Linked DNA regions of Mus musculus: regions 2, 3 and 4 are each linked to region 1. The links are chromatin contacts, called in public Hi-C, HiChIP or PLAC-seq and promoter capture Hi-C maps. All regions are on one chromosome and are shown on one strand. The core of a region is the stretch at or near the end of the contact, and the rest is flanking DNA. Distances in the headings are between cores, read along the strand shown.

Region 1 (4,049 bases), core at 1,386-3,885:
TTAAAATGAGCTGGTGCAAGGCAAGGAAGCAATGGCTTTCCTCACTGGCTTGGAACAGCTCTGGCAAGCCAAGTCCTTTCAACTGTAATATTTTAAACCACATTTCTGCCCCATTTCGCTCGTTGGCAAAAACAAACTATATTCAAAGTAAAATGGTCTGACCTTGCTCTCTCTCAGGCTACTTGGGATTGGAGTTTAGATTTTCCTGTTCTCTAATATCTTATATATATTTTTAATATTTGTGATTCTATAATTTTTTTAACTTCAAGTTCTGCTGTTTATCCCCATACCCCTATACTCAAACTTCCTCGGACACTTTATCAATGTATAAACCCTCACATTATTTTAGCGGCTGTTTATAATCTTTCTTTATCTGCACTCAACGATTCTTAATGGATAACATCCTGAGTTACAAAGCCATATTTCAGGTAGATAGCTTGGGCAGTTGGCTAAGCTCTCAGACACCGGATGAAATAGTGGCCAGGTCCCAATCTTCCCCCTACATGCCTCAGCTTCATCTTTTGTTAAGTTGCAGTGATTTACTTCACTAGGATGAAGTCCACGCACAGCTAACTCACCAAGCCTCTGTAACTGCTAGCATAAACTGCTAGTGTGGCTTGTATTTTATTCTATTTTATTTTTCCTGGAATCTTTCCTAGCTAGTCAGAGGTCCTTCAAAAATGTCGGAATTTTCCTTCCAAAAGTAAAGAGGCCAATGATGTCTATCTAAATCCACAGTATTCTATGAATTACAAGTACATCTTTGCCTTGAACAATATTTTCATGACCTCATTTCTTTCTGTTATTTTATCCTGATAGACCCTGGTTTGGATTTTGGCAGTGCCCCTTTCCATGGAAATGAGGTGAAGGTTCAGACCCATCCTACGAGCTGAAAGAGATCCCAAGAGTGTCATTTCACTCACGAGACAGGAACCATCTACAGAACTCAGGTCACTTGGCCAGAGTAAGTAATACGTCCCAGTTCTGTGTGTGTATGTGTGTGTGTGTGTGTGTGTGGGGGGGGGGGTGTCAGTAGGACAGTTCAGTTTTCTCCTAATAACTTAAGTTGTGTCAAAGTTTCTAATTCCTCATTCTCATTTCTATTTCCAATCCCTAAAAATATTTCCGTTTTTCTGACTGTTTAAAATAATTGGCCAAGCTGGGTGCTGTGGCACATGCCTTTAATCCCAGCACTTGGGAGGCAGAGGCAGGTGGATTTCTGAGTTCAAGACCAGCCTGGACTACAGAGTGAGTTCCAGGACAGCCAGGGCTACACAGAGAAACCCTGTCTGGAAAAAAGGCAGTGTTGGTGCATGCAGAGGCAGGCAGATTTCCGAGTTCCAGGCCAGCCTGGTCTACAGTGTTCCAGGACTGCACAGAGAAACTCTGTCTCGAAAAACAAAACAAAATCAAAATAGGATATATATCTCCATTATATATTATATCCACATATAATATATATTATATCCACATATATATAGTATAATATATATACATATATTATTACATACATATATATTAATATATATATATATATTATACACACATATAAATGAGATCAAAGTATTTGAAAATAGGCTGGAGATCATAAAGTTGTATATAGAGTAAATCTTCATACACTTGCATTCTTTGCCAAGAACAAAACCAAGTAAACACAAACTCCCACCCCAAAACCCTCATACAGTTTAACAAAAGTTAGAATAGTAAGAATTTTAAAATGTTAATATTTTGCCAATATTTAACGATCGTTGAATTTAAAACTCTGTGACATGCTCAATGATACATGTAGAAACGTTTTCTGCCCTAAGATTCTGTGATCAGTGGAACTATCTTCAAATACAATGTATGTAAGTGAGATTTAAAAACTTAAGGAGAAAAACAAAAGAATTCTGTTTCTTTTCCTAATTTTTAAATATATATATAAAAACAGAATTGACACAAGAATTACTCATGTGTAAATATATCCTAGTATAGTATAACAGAACACCATAATATGTGCTTGCATTGGTGGTTCAGTGGTAGAATTCTCGCCTGCCACGCGGGAGGCCCGGGTTCGATTCCCGGCCAATGCACTTGCCTTTTTGTTTCAAATCTTGTTTTTCTAAAATATTAACATTAATGAAGAAAGAAACTACGAATTTTTCTTCCTAGCATTTCGTTTCACTTGTTTTCCCAGCAATCACTAGAGTGAGTTTTCCACACTGCAGATTTTTCACGGCCTTTTTGTTTTCGGTTTTCGATGTTGTAGTGGTGGGCAAAATGTACAAGTGAAAATCTTTTCTTTGAGAAAGAATGAAAAACAGAATTCCGGCTGCTTGGAGATGCCGGGGATTGAACCCGGGACCTCACACATGCGAAGCGCGCGCTCTACCACTGAGCTACATCCCCCAGCCGCTAACTGCTCTCTTCATATGCCTACTTATACAAAGAACCCAACGCTCCTCTAAACCAAGGAGTCAGTCTGACTTTAGCAGATTCCACAGTGCATTTCTTTTTTATAATCCTTTCTCAGGCTCTGCTCGTGGTACATCTGAACCGACCCGGTGCAGGGAGCCCGCAGCTAAACTCAGCGGCCAGGAGAGTCGCAACCAGGCGGTCAACGCCAGGTTCCAGTTGGAGCCGGGAGCCTTGAACTGCCAGAGGGGCGGGACCGAGCGCAGCCCAGCTCTTTGATCCTACTGCGCAGGCGCCAACGATTCCTGGCGGGTAGCATAGGTTCTGAGCTTTTCTTTCAGCTAGGTTACAGACTGGGTCCTCTACAAGTCGGCTAGTTCGCTGGGCCAGAAGAAAGGAACTGCGGACACCATTCAGGTGACTCAAGAGACTTGTTGCTGTATATGCCTGTCTCTGCATTTAAAACTTTTGTGGATTTATCTGGGTACCCTGCACTTTTGGAAACCCCCTATGTCTCAGGAAAGCTGCGTAAAATCTATGGTTTACCTAGTGACGTTAACATTTATGCTCTGCTGTTTGGAGGACCAAATGCCCGTAGATTCTTTTAGATGGAGGTTACAGTCAACTCTTGCAGCAGAAAATGATTTTGCTATTTGCTCCTCCTTTGCATGATTCTCAACTTGAAACAAAATGATGCTGTCCCCTTCTTGGTGGCTTAGACTTGTATAAATGTTAAGATAGGGTGGAGAACCTGCTGTAGACGGCTTTTCATTCCTTTTCTATTTACACCTTGGGTCAGTCGGACTGACTGATATATATATATATCGTTTAATGTCCTCCATCTACCCTGACCTAACCGCACCTCAGCCCTAAAGTTCCAGGTGGTTGGATGCAAGCTAGATGGTTCGATGGGCTATGAATGAAAAGACGAGTGTATCTCTTCCAGGTGTATTTAAAACTGATTCCATTCCAGGTGAGGCTCAGTGGTAGCAGGGTAGGTATATGGTGTAGGCAGAGCAGCATCAGGTCGTTTCCATTTAACCTGTTAGGCTGAGGCCATAAAGCTGCGGCAGCGTGAAGGCCTGAAGTTTCCTCACCCTTCGCTTGTGCTCTCCAAAAGGCAGAGCAGAAAGCAGAAAAACGTCAAAAGTCACTGGGTAAACCACCAGCTTCATAATCACATCCTGTGTTAAGAATAAGCAAATGTCCACATATGCTTACAGCCATTTAAACAAATGATAACTCTGATTTTGTTAACTAGAACAAAGCCACACGTGGATCTAATTCAGCTATAATAAGGAATGTTTCAAAAGAAGTGGGGGAAACCAGTGGGCCGTTATCAAGGAGGCTTGCTCTATACCCAAGAATATCCCTGCATTCCTTTCCAAGACACTAGAACACACATTTCTTTCTTTCTTCTTCTTTTTTCTTTTATTATTCTCTAATATATTACATATAGACAACAGCTTTCCCCTCCCCTCTCCAACTCCCCTCTCCCCCATCTATTCCCCTATTCCCCTACCCCTGTCAGTCTCTCCTCAGAAAAAAAAAAAAAAGCAGGCTTCCCAGGAACATCCACCAAACGTGGTATAACAAGCTACAATAAGACCAAGCACAAACCATCACATCAAGACAGGAGCAGGGAACCCATAGGG
Region 2 (3,847 bases), core at 299-2,798, 520 kb before region 1:
ACATGAGCTGTGTCTCCAGCCTCACTGTCCATCAGTAAGACCTGCCAGCCATCACAGGACCCTTATCTACCTCATGGAGTTTCTGCAAAGGTAAAATAAGGTGACTGATAGGAATTCAATATGTAAGCTTTCTCAGTAAGAGCATCATTGGCTGACTTAAGGCAGTCCAAATTGGTTGAAAAGAACCTCAAAGTGGTTCCTTGGAAGTTTTATTTAGAACTGTTCTCAGCTACTGTAGTAAGTCACACATTGGGGGGGGGGTCGTTTATTTGTTTTTGTTTTTGTTTTTTTTTTCTTGCACATAAATCAAGAAAATTTGAGGTAAGCATTAAATTTTAATTTTTTTTTTTTAAAATCTCTGCTTTGAAAATGGTCCTAATATAGTGATGTGGACTTTCTAAGCCACAAGAGTGAAAAGAGGGTGGAAAAAAAAAAGCTGAAAAGGACATCTCAAGAATGGAATTACTTAGTTTACAGTTAACTTTTCACTTTCAGAGAAGCATTGTCGTCTTACCTGGTATTATATTTAGGGAGTAATAAACAAACAAATGAAAAACAGGAGTTAGTATTCTCCCTCTTTTGTGAAGTCAATGTTCTCAAAAACTATTAAAGAAACATAATGACCTTGCTTTGACCTGGCCCCTAAAAGGACCAGGATCAATAAAAGACAGGTGTCATCCCTCACAAATGTTTTAGCAAGGACGGTGATGTAGAGTCCTGGAGAGAGAATAGCACACCGTTCTAAACTGGCTCAGCCCATCTGCATTTGTGGTGGGTATCTCTATATACCTAAAGTTTTAATTAGAAAATTCCTATAATAAGGGTTTGGCAAGAGCCATCCTCTAACTTACAACAGAAAGAAGATTAGAAGCAGTGACAAGGCTGAAATTATTCTTATTGATAGAGTGGTGAGGGTGCCTTCAACTTGAGTAAAAGTAATTAGGTTAACTTTATTTCTTGCCTTGGCAGCGCCTTCTCCCTTTGTTGATGTAATCAAGCCCCCTTTCCTTCACTGCTCTAAATCACTGCAGAGTCCTTAGAACCAGAAAGCACAAAATGCTTGCTGACTAAAGGGCTCTATTGAGTGACTTCAGCTCCCGCTGCCTGAGGACAGACTGCATATTGAAGCATAAGAGGGGAAGGGGGTGGGCTTCAAAAGAATTAGCGCTTGCTTTATTTGGTCACAATCTGACTCCTACATGATTCTGATTTTATTGGAGAAGACTTGAAGCTGTCAAGGATAAATTAAGGAGTAAATAATCCCCCTGTCGCTGAAAAGGGACCACAGAAAGACTGGGGTCTCGAGGTTTCTTTGTTAGCACGTCCCGTCGGCTCTTTACTGTTGAGATTGTTGTCAGTTTTCTAGACACAGAAGTCATCTCCTTCTTGCTCCATGCTCTGTTTTGGGTTAGTTTGTGTCATTTTTCTTGCAGTGGAAAATTTCTGTGTCCTGAAGAAATGCTTTCACCTGCCAGTGAGGTAAACACAGTATGCCCTGTTTTACCAAAAGAGGGCAATGTTGCTGTGCGGAACCTCCTCGCTCTGCTCCAACTGGGTCCCCAGAATGGTAAATAATCGCCTCTGTCTGTTCCCTTTCACCGCATAACAAGTTTGCACATGTCTCTGCGCTTTGTAGTTAATCTGGACTTTGTAACTATCTGTCCTACCTATTAACGCCATCCACTCCCAAATTGTTTAAAGGGTAATGCCTTTCACTCCATGCGTGACTGGCACACGCGGGCGGAAAAGCTGTCTCTGTAATTCTGCTCTTTTCTCTATGCCATTGATAGACAAGAGGAAAAACAGCCTGCTTTATGAAATGTTGAAAGGCGTGTCTACTATCCTCCTATTCCCAAACATTCGGTCAGCAAAGTGTCTATTCTTGCTCTCCACGGGTAACCAAACAGAAAAGCCAAAGTCGGGGGTGGGGGAAATTGTTTTCAGGAAACTTACTTGAAAATTAGCCCTTGTTCTATTAGCTAAGACATGAGTGGAAACTAATACCAGGATGCAGATGATAACTGGTTAACTGGCAGTCGGTTTCTTTTGTGGAGTCTCGGGTTGGTTTTGTTCAACCCCCTGTCAATTCAGGCCTTTATGAAAAACTTGCTTTCTTCAGGAAGATGCTAAATTGGTGTTAGTTCTTTTCTTTAAAAAGGATGGCGTGTCTTAACCTTATCCTGCTTCTGCTTTAGGGTTTTATGTATTTTATTTATTTTGTCGCTCCTTTAAAGACTTGTGATCTGATTGTTTCTTGGAAAGTACAATTTAGCTCTTCCCTGGACGGCTTGTTAGAGGAGGAGAATTCCTGGGGTGTTTTTGGTGAAAGAAGGGACTCTCTGGAGAGTGCTTTTGCTCTCTTAAGTCCCTGCGGTACATTGCCACTAGAGCAACCTGCTTCCACGTTTAAAACACCTCCTAGCTCATTTCCCTACATATACATGTTTACCCTTATGTATAACACTAATCTTGCTTTTGTTTTTATTAGTGATTCATGTTTAAAGTTTATTAAAAAGAAAAGGCTGTAGACATTTTTCTTGAGCATTAAATAACACTGATCTCATTTTCTACAAAGCTGTCACTAGTCATTTTATCAGAACCAAAAATCAAAAAAAAGGTATAAACCTCATCATCATTAAAACTAAAAAATAAATTAAACAAAAAAAAAAAAAAAAAAAAGAACTAGGTTCAGAGTGATAAATTCTTGAAGGAAGTGGAGGGCTTAGAAGAGCCTAATGGTGTTTTTCAGTTTCTAAAGTGCCTCGTGTTCTTATATTTAACTGGGCTTCAAAGATTTAAGTAGAATCTATCATCCTTGGGACATCAATAAAACCCAAAGCAAGCCATGGCTGCTGTAGGCGCTCCCAGGAAATCCTTATTTAACATTGACTTCGTTTACAGTGGCTCTGTGCTTTCATTTCCTCTGAGTTAAAGCCCACAGTCTCATTTCTGCTTCCTTCCCCTACAACTCTCCGTGTATGTACATGAGACAGTCTACATTATTAAAAGAATAATAACTGTCTTGCAGGTTTCTGAACCCAAGATTGTATTTTCTTTCTCAAATATTCATTAAAAAAAATAGAGATTCTATTTTATTGAAAGTGCTCTTTAATGAATAGTATTCCTGTTTGCGTACACGAAGGAGCTTCCCGGGCCATTCCCTGACAGTAATTGTGGTCTGAATTGAGAACATACAGGAACGGAGCGCAGTTAATGGCCACCCTGTGGATTGAGCGCTCCATTTTTGTCATATCTGCCTACATTTTAAAATGCAGAAATTAAGCCAGGAAAGAGTTAATTATGTTCCCGTATCAGGAAACCCTCAATGAGCAGTCAGAGAGAAGAAGGCTTTGTCTTTGATGCAAAACAGAAATTTCAAAGACCCTGGCAGATGATAGTATATAAATAGTAACCAAGCATGGTGTGTGCCTCTGCCTCTGTGTGTGTGTGTGTGTGTGTGTGTGTGTGTGTGTGTGTGTGTGGTGTGACTTGAGAACAGGAAATCTTCTAGTAACTCAATGTACAATATTAAAGAAAATAAATGAGCCTGGGGCACCTTTTAATTTCCACAGAATTTGAATGAATAAACAGAGTTAAGTTGTTTTTTTTTCCAACCAAACAGCACCCTACTGTTTATCTACTCTAGCTTCATCTTTGCTCACTTGATAATTTACCAGCATGAAGAAACACAGCTGTCACTTGAGTAACATTAGAATGTTTGGACCCAAAGGGTCCAGACAGAAGAGACACGACCATAGATGGAATTATCTGAGCAAGATGGGGTTTTCAACGAACAATTAGATTTTTGCACTTTGTAAGATGTAGGAGTATAAAGGCTTTATTGTTA
Region 3 (3,945 bases), core at 469-2,968, 730 kb before region 1:
TATAGCCACAGTGTCTTATTCTCAGTACTTTGCTCAGTCAAGGGGCTCTGTATTAATCACCATCTACTGAAGAAAGTACCTTGTCTGATGACACTTGAGAGATGCAATAATCTTTGGGTAAAACAAAAAGAACTTAGGGGATAGTTTATTATTAAATCTAATAATAATAATAATAATAATAATAATAATAATCTATCCCCTGGGGACTAAAACTTAACTAGCCATTGTTTTGTGGTCCAGTTAATGATACATTGGTCCCATTTTGTAGAGTAGGTCTTAAGTCCAATGAGATAATGATGAGTTATTTCCATAACATTCCTCCATGACAATCTTATTATGACAGTCATTATTGTAGCTCTTAGGGTTCACATGTGAGTGAGACTGTTGGTGACTACGTTTTCCCTGAGAGCATTATGTTTAGCACCTCCCAACACTATGATAGATAGCCAGTAGCAGAGAGGATTCCAGGTTGGTACCAGCTTGACTTTTACATGCCCCGTAATTCACGTATGTGATGTCTTAAGCCATGAGGTCTTACATGAGAGCAATTATGAGAAATAGAAATACCCTATAATGTTCTTGATATGGGTCTATGGACACCATGGACCAAAAACTCAAACAGAGGTAGCTCAGACCAGGCACTGGACTCTTTATCTGGCAGATCGTTGTATCTGGGGGTGACATTGTCTCCCCATTATAGGGTAAAACCATTTAAACCCTTTTTTATATGTGTGTATGTATATATTTTAGGAAGCTCCTACAGTATTAGGGTTCCATATGGCATTCCCAAAGGACTTTAGTTATCTTTCTCCATATTCCCTCTTTCACTCTGATCTCTCATTCCCTATCCCTTTTAATCCATTATAGATATACCCCATGAGGCCACCTCCATTTAATATTATAGCCTACCTCTAAGAGTCCCTATTCTCTTGCCTTGCCTTATTTATCATGATCTATTACCCAGTAGCCAGCTTATGTTTTATATATCCATATTTTCTGACTTCTTCTATATAATTCTATGATGAAGAGTGTATCTGTTGTTCTCTGGAATCTCAAGTTCCCAGAATAATGCACATTGAAAGCATTTGATAGATATGAAATGAATAAATGATGAAAATTAATTATTTTCACCCATTTCAAACAAGCATTTATGTAGGACCTTGATGTACAGGTCATGTTAATGATCACTTGGAATGTGAAAGTGAATGAAAATTACATGATCTCTGTTCTGAAGATGCTCTGTTTATATATGGGAAGGTTTCCCCACAAGTAAATAAACAAGATAGGACAATATCAGGACCATAAGGGACTGAGATTGTACAGAAAAGGATACTCGTGGTACTCTGGGAATGCTTTGTTGGAGGTTATCAAGCATTCTTAAGGGTCAGTAAGAAGACTAAAAGTGGAAAAGAAAGCAGGTTTTTCTGCACAAGTGTGCAAATGATATGGTTATCATGGAAGGGGCTCTTTCAGGGCCTGTGCTTCTAGGCACATGGATACGAATGAGGGTAAAAGTGTGATTGTCAGTCTGATCTGTGCAAGTACCTCTGTAGATCACTCTTGGCTAGCAACACCAACTGCTGGGCACAATATTTCTATCTTTGTGGTCTTCTTTGCATGTCTGCCAGGATGATGCTTTTGCTCGGAAAGAGCCACCTCATCCTCTGATTGTTTTATGCCAAGTTGGTGTAGTGCCTGCGATTGTTTCCCAGCATTCCACAGTTGAAGTTTGCTTGTGTAGCCTTATGGTGTTTTTTATGCCTGCCCTGCTTGCAGGCTGCATATGTTGTACCGTTTTACACTTGGAGACCTTCCAAAGTGTGGGAGAGAGAGAATAAGACCACAGTGGGGTAGACAGGCAAAGAATTCTGTATTCCCAGAATCAAAGAGTTGAAAAAACCTCGAGAAGATAGCTGTCAGTTATGAACTCCTACTAATATTGCAGAAGAGCCATCCTGGCAATAATAGCACTTTTCTGATATACACAATTAAATGAGTTTTATATTATTTCTAAGTAACAAACTGCCTATTAAAAACTGAACATCGAGCATACAATATGATAATGTTGGCTACCTTTTTGTTAGTTTATTTGCGTAAATGGCAGATTCTCTGTTTGAAACTGGAGTAATTTTAACAGCCTTCATTTTTCTTGACTTACATAGTAGTTAAACAAACTATTGAGAAACTAAAACATTGCTCTTTTGTAACACATGATGTTTGGAGGAAATTTGCCTTTGTGACGTTTACTGCTGAAATGGATTGTTTTCCATGGGTACTGACCTTTCAGAATGTTGCACATACTAGGGAGTGGATGATAATCCTTTGTAAGTGAACTTACAGAGCTCAACTCTTAAGAGTCACTTGCAATGAATGAAAAATATAGGGATATAATGATAGGGGGAATTATCAGACAGTGGTGAGGAAGGTTTTCCTCAATAAATAAAGTAGGCAATGTGACATGTAAAAATCTAAGACATCATCCATTTGATTTGAGTAGGTTAAACATACCTATCTGAGAATGGTATGTGGCTAATTTTTAAATTTATCAATGTGTAGTAGTGCTGTTGCTACACAAGGTTAGAGACGTTGAAATGGAGTAAGCAGAGTATGAAGTAGAAGAAAAGACAGCTTAATGGGTAAGCACTGGGAATGTACAAAGAAGCAGTAAGAAGATCTCTAAGTAGTAACACAAGCACACATATGAGGAGTTATGGGAAGACCATCAAGGGTAGAGCATACATGAATGTACTGGAAGAGCCAGACTCAAAGTCTTGATAGAGTCCAGACTGCATCTAAAGTCTTTAGTGCTGAGATGACAAACCTGAGTTTGATTCCTATGGACATGGACAGGTATGGGGCTCTTAGGCTGGCAGTATGAAGAAGTCACGCTGATTCGCAGAAGAATAGGATCCTAATGGCATGAACAATGCTCAAGAGTAGAAAAAAAAACCCTCTAGAATAATTCTTTCAGAATTTTTGAATTCTAATATCACCACATGATATCGTGACTCTGAATAATCAGCTAATGTCTCAACATGTTGTTGTCCTTAGAGAGTCTGATAAAGAAAATTCCTCACGAGATTGTATCTTTACTTATATTTTATCTAGTGTGTGTGCCCACACACATGCCCATAGGTGCCATGGCCTGGAAATGGAGGTCAGAGGACAACTTACAGGAGGTTATCCCATACTTCTACCACATGGTGCCTGGGGATAAAGCTTAGGTCGCCACACTTACCTTTATCCACTGAGACATCTCACAGGCCCATGTGCAAGCTCTTCAGAGCAGTACATGCTAAGATTTTAAATGAATGCTACCTACGTTTATTACTTTTTAAATGGTGCCAGCTTGACTCCACACAGAGCCCAATAAGATTTCTTCATCATCTTTAAAATGGATAGGATGAGGACTTCTACACTGGGGGAGGGTGATCTCTGCTATTTAAAGTCTTGCCCTAAAGTTGCCCAACACAGAGCAGGCATTTGTGACTGTTAATTGACTAATTCATGGCCCTAGAGCCCAGGATAGACACTAACTATGAAAGCTTCTATTTTCAATAGATGGATTTGTCCAAGGTGGCAAAACATAAGTTACCTGTAGTCTTTGTGCTAAAGACAGACTGGACCAGACACCTTATTAAGGTTTCTTATAGAATGACAGTGACCCAAGACATGAAGTGTAAGCCTTTGTTTGGGGAAAAGGGATACATTTTTGCCACTGCCAAGACAAACTCTTTTGGACAAATGAAAATTGACTTGGAAATTTTGAAATAAAAATTACAGACCAAACAGGATGTAGCCTGATTAGGGAGGAAATGATTCATTGGAAAAAAGTAAGGAGTCAGCTCTATTTGTGAAAGACTTAAACAATCTTTTTTTTTTTTTTTTAAATCTCAACCCTCAGTGCTGAAGGGGCTGCTCAGCCCTAGTATATTGAAGGTAGAA
Region 4 (3,617 bases), core at 160-2,659, 980 kb before region 1:
TTCCAGTCAATCATTAATGTCTGCAATCTACAGACTAATACCTCATAACACTGAATTTGTACAGTTACTGTTTTCATCTATAGAACTTGGCTTGATTCAATGTTTGCAAGTATTAACACATTTACCTGACTGTAAAATTCCTAGAGGAAAAAAAAAATTGTTAAGCTACCAAAGTTACCAGCACTTTCTTTTGAATTACACATATCTGCCCCCTAGAAGGATGTGTGCTTGTAATCTCCAACTTAGATTTTATATGTTTTAAGGGACATCGTCTTCTTTCTATTCTTATTCAGTTCCAACAGTAAGGAGTCATGCTGTGTTAGAGCGTTACCGTTCTCCGATCCGGCTTCCTCTTTTCATTAATTCTGACGACTTTATGACTCACACTTGGCCAGTTCTGCTTGGGTTGAACCCACTTCGAGTTCTAGTGCACGCATTCCATTCTAGCTCGGAGCTTTTCTAACTCTTGTAAACTCTAGTAGTGACCTTCCAAACGACTTTTACGTGCGTGTTTGACTTCTGTGCTATTTAAAACTTCTCCTTTTTATTTTTGCTTTGATTCTGCCTTTTACGTACTTTCCTGCTTCTGGGTGAAACCCGTTATCTTCAACTACTTGAAAAATACAAAATTTAAAAAATAAAAAAAGCAACTGTTTTCAAGTCCCTCCCCCCACCGTGATGGCACACTGCCACAGGAACCATCCTGTGTTATCTCAGCTTGACTACCCCCTTCTTTCCCACTGCTTTCTTCCCCCCTAAAGTTGTAGGTATGAGTAGCCCCAGATACGAACAATGTTCTGCACTAAATACGCTGCCTTTCCTTCCCCTCCCCGTTATGTTCTTATAAAGCTGATGGGTAATTGCGGTAAGAATAAAGCGGCATAAAGGCAATTAGGTGAATGTCAAACGGCTACAGCTCTAGGGACAGAATGCATTTTTGATGAACTTTAATGAGGTAGAGGGAGGAACACCACAAGGACTTTACCAGAGAACAACCTGGCCAGCACCTGTGACATTTACAGCCAAAAGAGTGAGTGAGGGCACAGTCTGTTAAGTGCACGGGGGTGCTAATATTAAATGAGCAAACGGGTAGGAAGCAAATGAGCGAACTTGAACAAAGTTGTTTTCTTTTCTTTTCTTTCTCTGGAAAATTCTGTTTTGAGTACCCGTAGCCATAGAGTATCAAACTCTATGTTCCGGCTGTTTGAGGGAGGAAAAGTACACTGATTTTTTTCTTTTTCTTTTTTTTTTTTTTTAATTGTAGAAAAGGAACGCAAGGTTCTCTCAGGAGCACTGGAGAGTAGGAGTGACCTCCTCTATAGGCTTTGTGCAACAGTGTCTCAAACCACAGCAGTCACATGGGTTCTGTTGGCTTTGCTACTTTTTCGACTGCGTGTCAGAGGGCTGTGCATTTCGCTTCCTCCCTCCTGCAAGGCCAGGGAACCATGTGTTGGCGGGATTAATCTTTGCCCACAATGTCTCTGCAAAGGTTTCTGCAGCGGCAGGGCAGCAATGGCAATTTGGAGTACTGTGCTGACTCTGCCTACGGCTCCTACTCCGTCCTCACGGGCCAGCTCACGATGGAAGACAACCGAAGGATTCAAGTGCTGGCAGACACTGTAGCTACTTTGCCCCGGGGACGAAAGCAGGTAAGGTTGCTGCGCTGTCTAGAGTGTTCACGTTTGCCTGACCTCTGCTGAAAGTGGTACCTGCTCCTGCGTGTCTCTGTTAACTTTGACTACCAGCCTTATTCCCCGCGCTTAGGAGTCATTTCGGTTCTTATTCAAAGGAGAGTTCTTTTCCCTGAGGAGAACCTCTGTCTACTACCCAATTAACTTAGGAGTTAATGACTGAGAGTACATGTGAGGGGGGAGGTGACATGTCTACCAGAGATAGTATCACAGTTGAAGGATAGAAAAACAGTCACTTTTTTTTTTTTTTAAAGTAAGACTCAAATATTTATCTTCATTTAAAGATGTGCTCAGGTAAAATGAAAGTTGTTGAGAACAATGAACATGAAGGTCGTTTACAGGTACACAACCCACACGATCAACACTCCTCCGTTTGTGTGTCTGTTCATTGTCTCCCTCTGGGCTTACCTCCAGGCCCCGTCAGTTCACAATCGAGAGAAGACTTCTCCTTGAACACTACCTCTGTCAGCCAAGTGAATTCTTCAGTCCTGGAGCAATGATAGAACCTTGGGCTATTGGGAAGTAGGACTATTTCGGGGAGGTGAATGGGCTGCTTGGTAGCTGTGGCATACAGAGCAAGTTGGTAGCTGCCCCCCTCACATTATGTCTTTCTGAAAAGGAAGCTATCAAACTAAACTCCATTCACTTGATTAGGTAACAGCAGAAACAACTTCCTTGAACCCTCTGCCCTTTAAGTAAGGAAATGTACAGGGCACTCAGCACTCAATAAAGGCTGTTCGAAAATTTTTATGAAATGTCTTTAGAGATGAAAACTCAACTGGAAAAGTATGTGTCTAGTGAATTTGTTCTGAATCTTTGGTCTTCCATTTGTAATACATAAGAATGAACTATATACCACTTTATGTATTTTGATCATATACTTTTCTATAAGGTCCAAGGTGTGTATTTGAATTTATATAAACAGTCATGCACAAGATGTTTAGAACTGACTTAAAACACAGCTTTGTGGCTTACTACATTGTGCATATTGTGTTCTCCTCTGAGCTCATCTAACTTCAGCATTACAAAGTTGAAGCGTAGGGGAGAGTCAGGACCTGATGTGGTGAGTGGATTCCTTGGCATTTTCCACAGTGATGAAGCTCATTTGCTAGTAGTTGATTGTCATTCTCAATCCAACGTGTTTTTATAATACAAAGTTTGGTGAACATCTGTATCGATTTATAAATGGGCAACACAGGAAACGCCAACGGGTTTACTCAGATTCTAAACAGAGAGCAGTCTGTTTCTCTTTCTATTTAATACAAAGCCATTACACCAAATTCTGATCATTTGCTATCCTACTATTTGTTCTCGGCATATATCACTTACCAGGAAAAATACTGTTAATAACTGCACCACGGAGGGAATCTTTCCAGATCTTGTTCTCAGCTCAGGCTTTACACGTTGCCAGTCCCTGCCAGGTAAATCAAACTATATGTCAGCCCTGAGGGCTGGAGAAGGGTTAGCATTAGGGGACAGTTTGAGCAGGTGTATATGTAATATGTCTCCATAAACTGTCTTAGGCTTCCTAAGCATGGGAATCCCTAATGTGGGGACACAGACTCTGGTGTGTCAGGAAAATCCAGTGTGTGCCTGTGAGAGTTGAGAGGAGGGACAGCATGTGGCCAGTTTCCTTGAGAAAATAGTGCAGTTGGTTCTTGCTATCCACAGAGCATTGGTTCCAAAACTACCATCTTTGAAAATCAAAGACCAGAGATGTTGGACTCCCTGATATAAAATGGCAGCATATTTGCCTATAAACTACTAAGACCATGTCTAATACCTAAGACAATATCACTTGCTATGTGAGTAGCTGTCACATTATAGCATTTAGAGACTGAGGGTCGAAAAGAAACATACACATGTTCAGTACAGAACATGCCATGTGTTTCATTTCTATGGAGTATTTTCATCATCAGATGGTTG

What was found. Promoter capture Hi-C pulls out the DNA fragments that hold promoters and counts their contacts. Hi-C and Micro-C count contacts between places; a contact is called where the count stands out from the background. HiChIP or PLAC-seq counts read pairs in DNA pulled down with a chosen protein or histone mark.
Region 2: a contact with region 1 is called in an H3K4me3 HiChIP or PLAC-seq map of embryonic forebrain, with 6 times the contacts expected there. The contact joins the enhancer-like site here to the promoter of 4930555B11Rik in region 1. A contact is called at or near these places in 5 of 484 Hi-C or Micro-C datasets (DN3 thymocytes, Th1 cells, adipose-derived mesenchymal stem cells and 1 more) and 2 of 115 datasets of contacts at active chromatin or transcription factors (astrocytes and embryonic forebrain).
Region 3: a contact with region 1 is called in a Hi-C map of cerebellum, with 2.3 times the contacts expected there. The contact joins the enhancer-like site here to the promoter of 4930555B11Rik in region 1. A contact is called at or near these places in 3 of 484 Hi-C or Micro-C datasets (cerebellar granule neurons, cerebellum and neural progenitor cells) and 2 of 115 datasets of contacts at active chromatin or transcription factors (embryonic forebrain and forebrain).
Region 4: a promoter capture Hi-C map of pre-B cells shows a contact between it and region 1. The contact joins the promoter of Cytip here to the promoter of 4930555B11Rik in region 1. A contact is called at or near these places in 1 of 39 promoter capture datasets (pre-B cells) and 1 of 115 datasets of contacts at active chromatin or transcription factors (memory CD8 T cells).

What each region holds. Positions count from the first base shown.
Region 1 is chr2:57,180,417-57,184,465 of GRCm38.p6, reverse strand. It overlaps 4930555B11Rik (RIKEN cDNA 4930555B11 gene), which reads right to left and starts at 2,635. Exons shown (of 4, transcript NR_040633.1): 1 at 2,541-2,635. BB557941 (expressed sequence BB557941) reads left to right here and starts at 2,712. Exons shown (of 3, transcript NR_040356.1): 1 at 2,712-2,811. n-TAcgc8 (a tRNA gene) reads right to left here and starts at 2,388; the gene lies at 2,317-2,388. It overlaps n-TGgcc8 (a tRNA gene), which reads left to right and starts at 2,002; the gene lies at 2,002-2,072.
Region 2 is chr2:57,696,657-57,700,503 of GRCm38.p6, reverse strand. No RefSeq gene overlaps it. Among named protein-coding and RNA genes, the nearest start is that of Gm25388, 45 kb to the right of the region's middle. Within about 2 kb of position 1,548, at least 35 of the 459 cell types and tissues checked have an H3K27ac peak or open chromatin away from gene starts, as enhancers often do. A contact at or near this core is called in embryonic forebrain, where this site is marked.
Region 3 is chr2:57,907,649-57,911,593 of GRCm38.p6, reverse strand. No RefSeq gene overlaps it. Among named protein-coding and RNA genes, the nearest start is that of Galnt5, 89 kb to the left of the region's middle. Within about 2 kb of position 1,718, at least 6 of the 459 cell types and tissues checked have an H3K27ac peak or open chromatin away from gene starts, as enhancers often do. A contact at or near this core is called in cerebellar granule neurons and cerebellum, where this site is marked.
Region 4 is chr2:58,157,914-58,161,530 of GRCm38.p6, reverse strand. It overlaps Cytip (cytohesin 1 interacting protein), which reads left to right and starts at 1,409. Exons shown (of 8, transcript NM_139200.4): 1 at 1,409-1,649. The coding sequence starts at 1,476.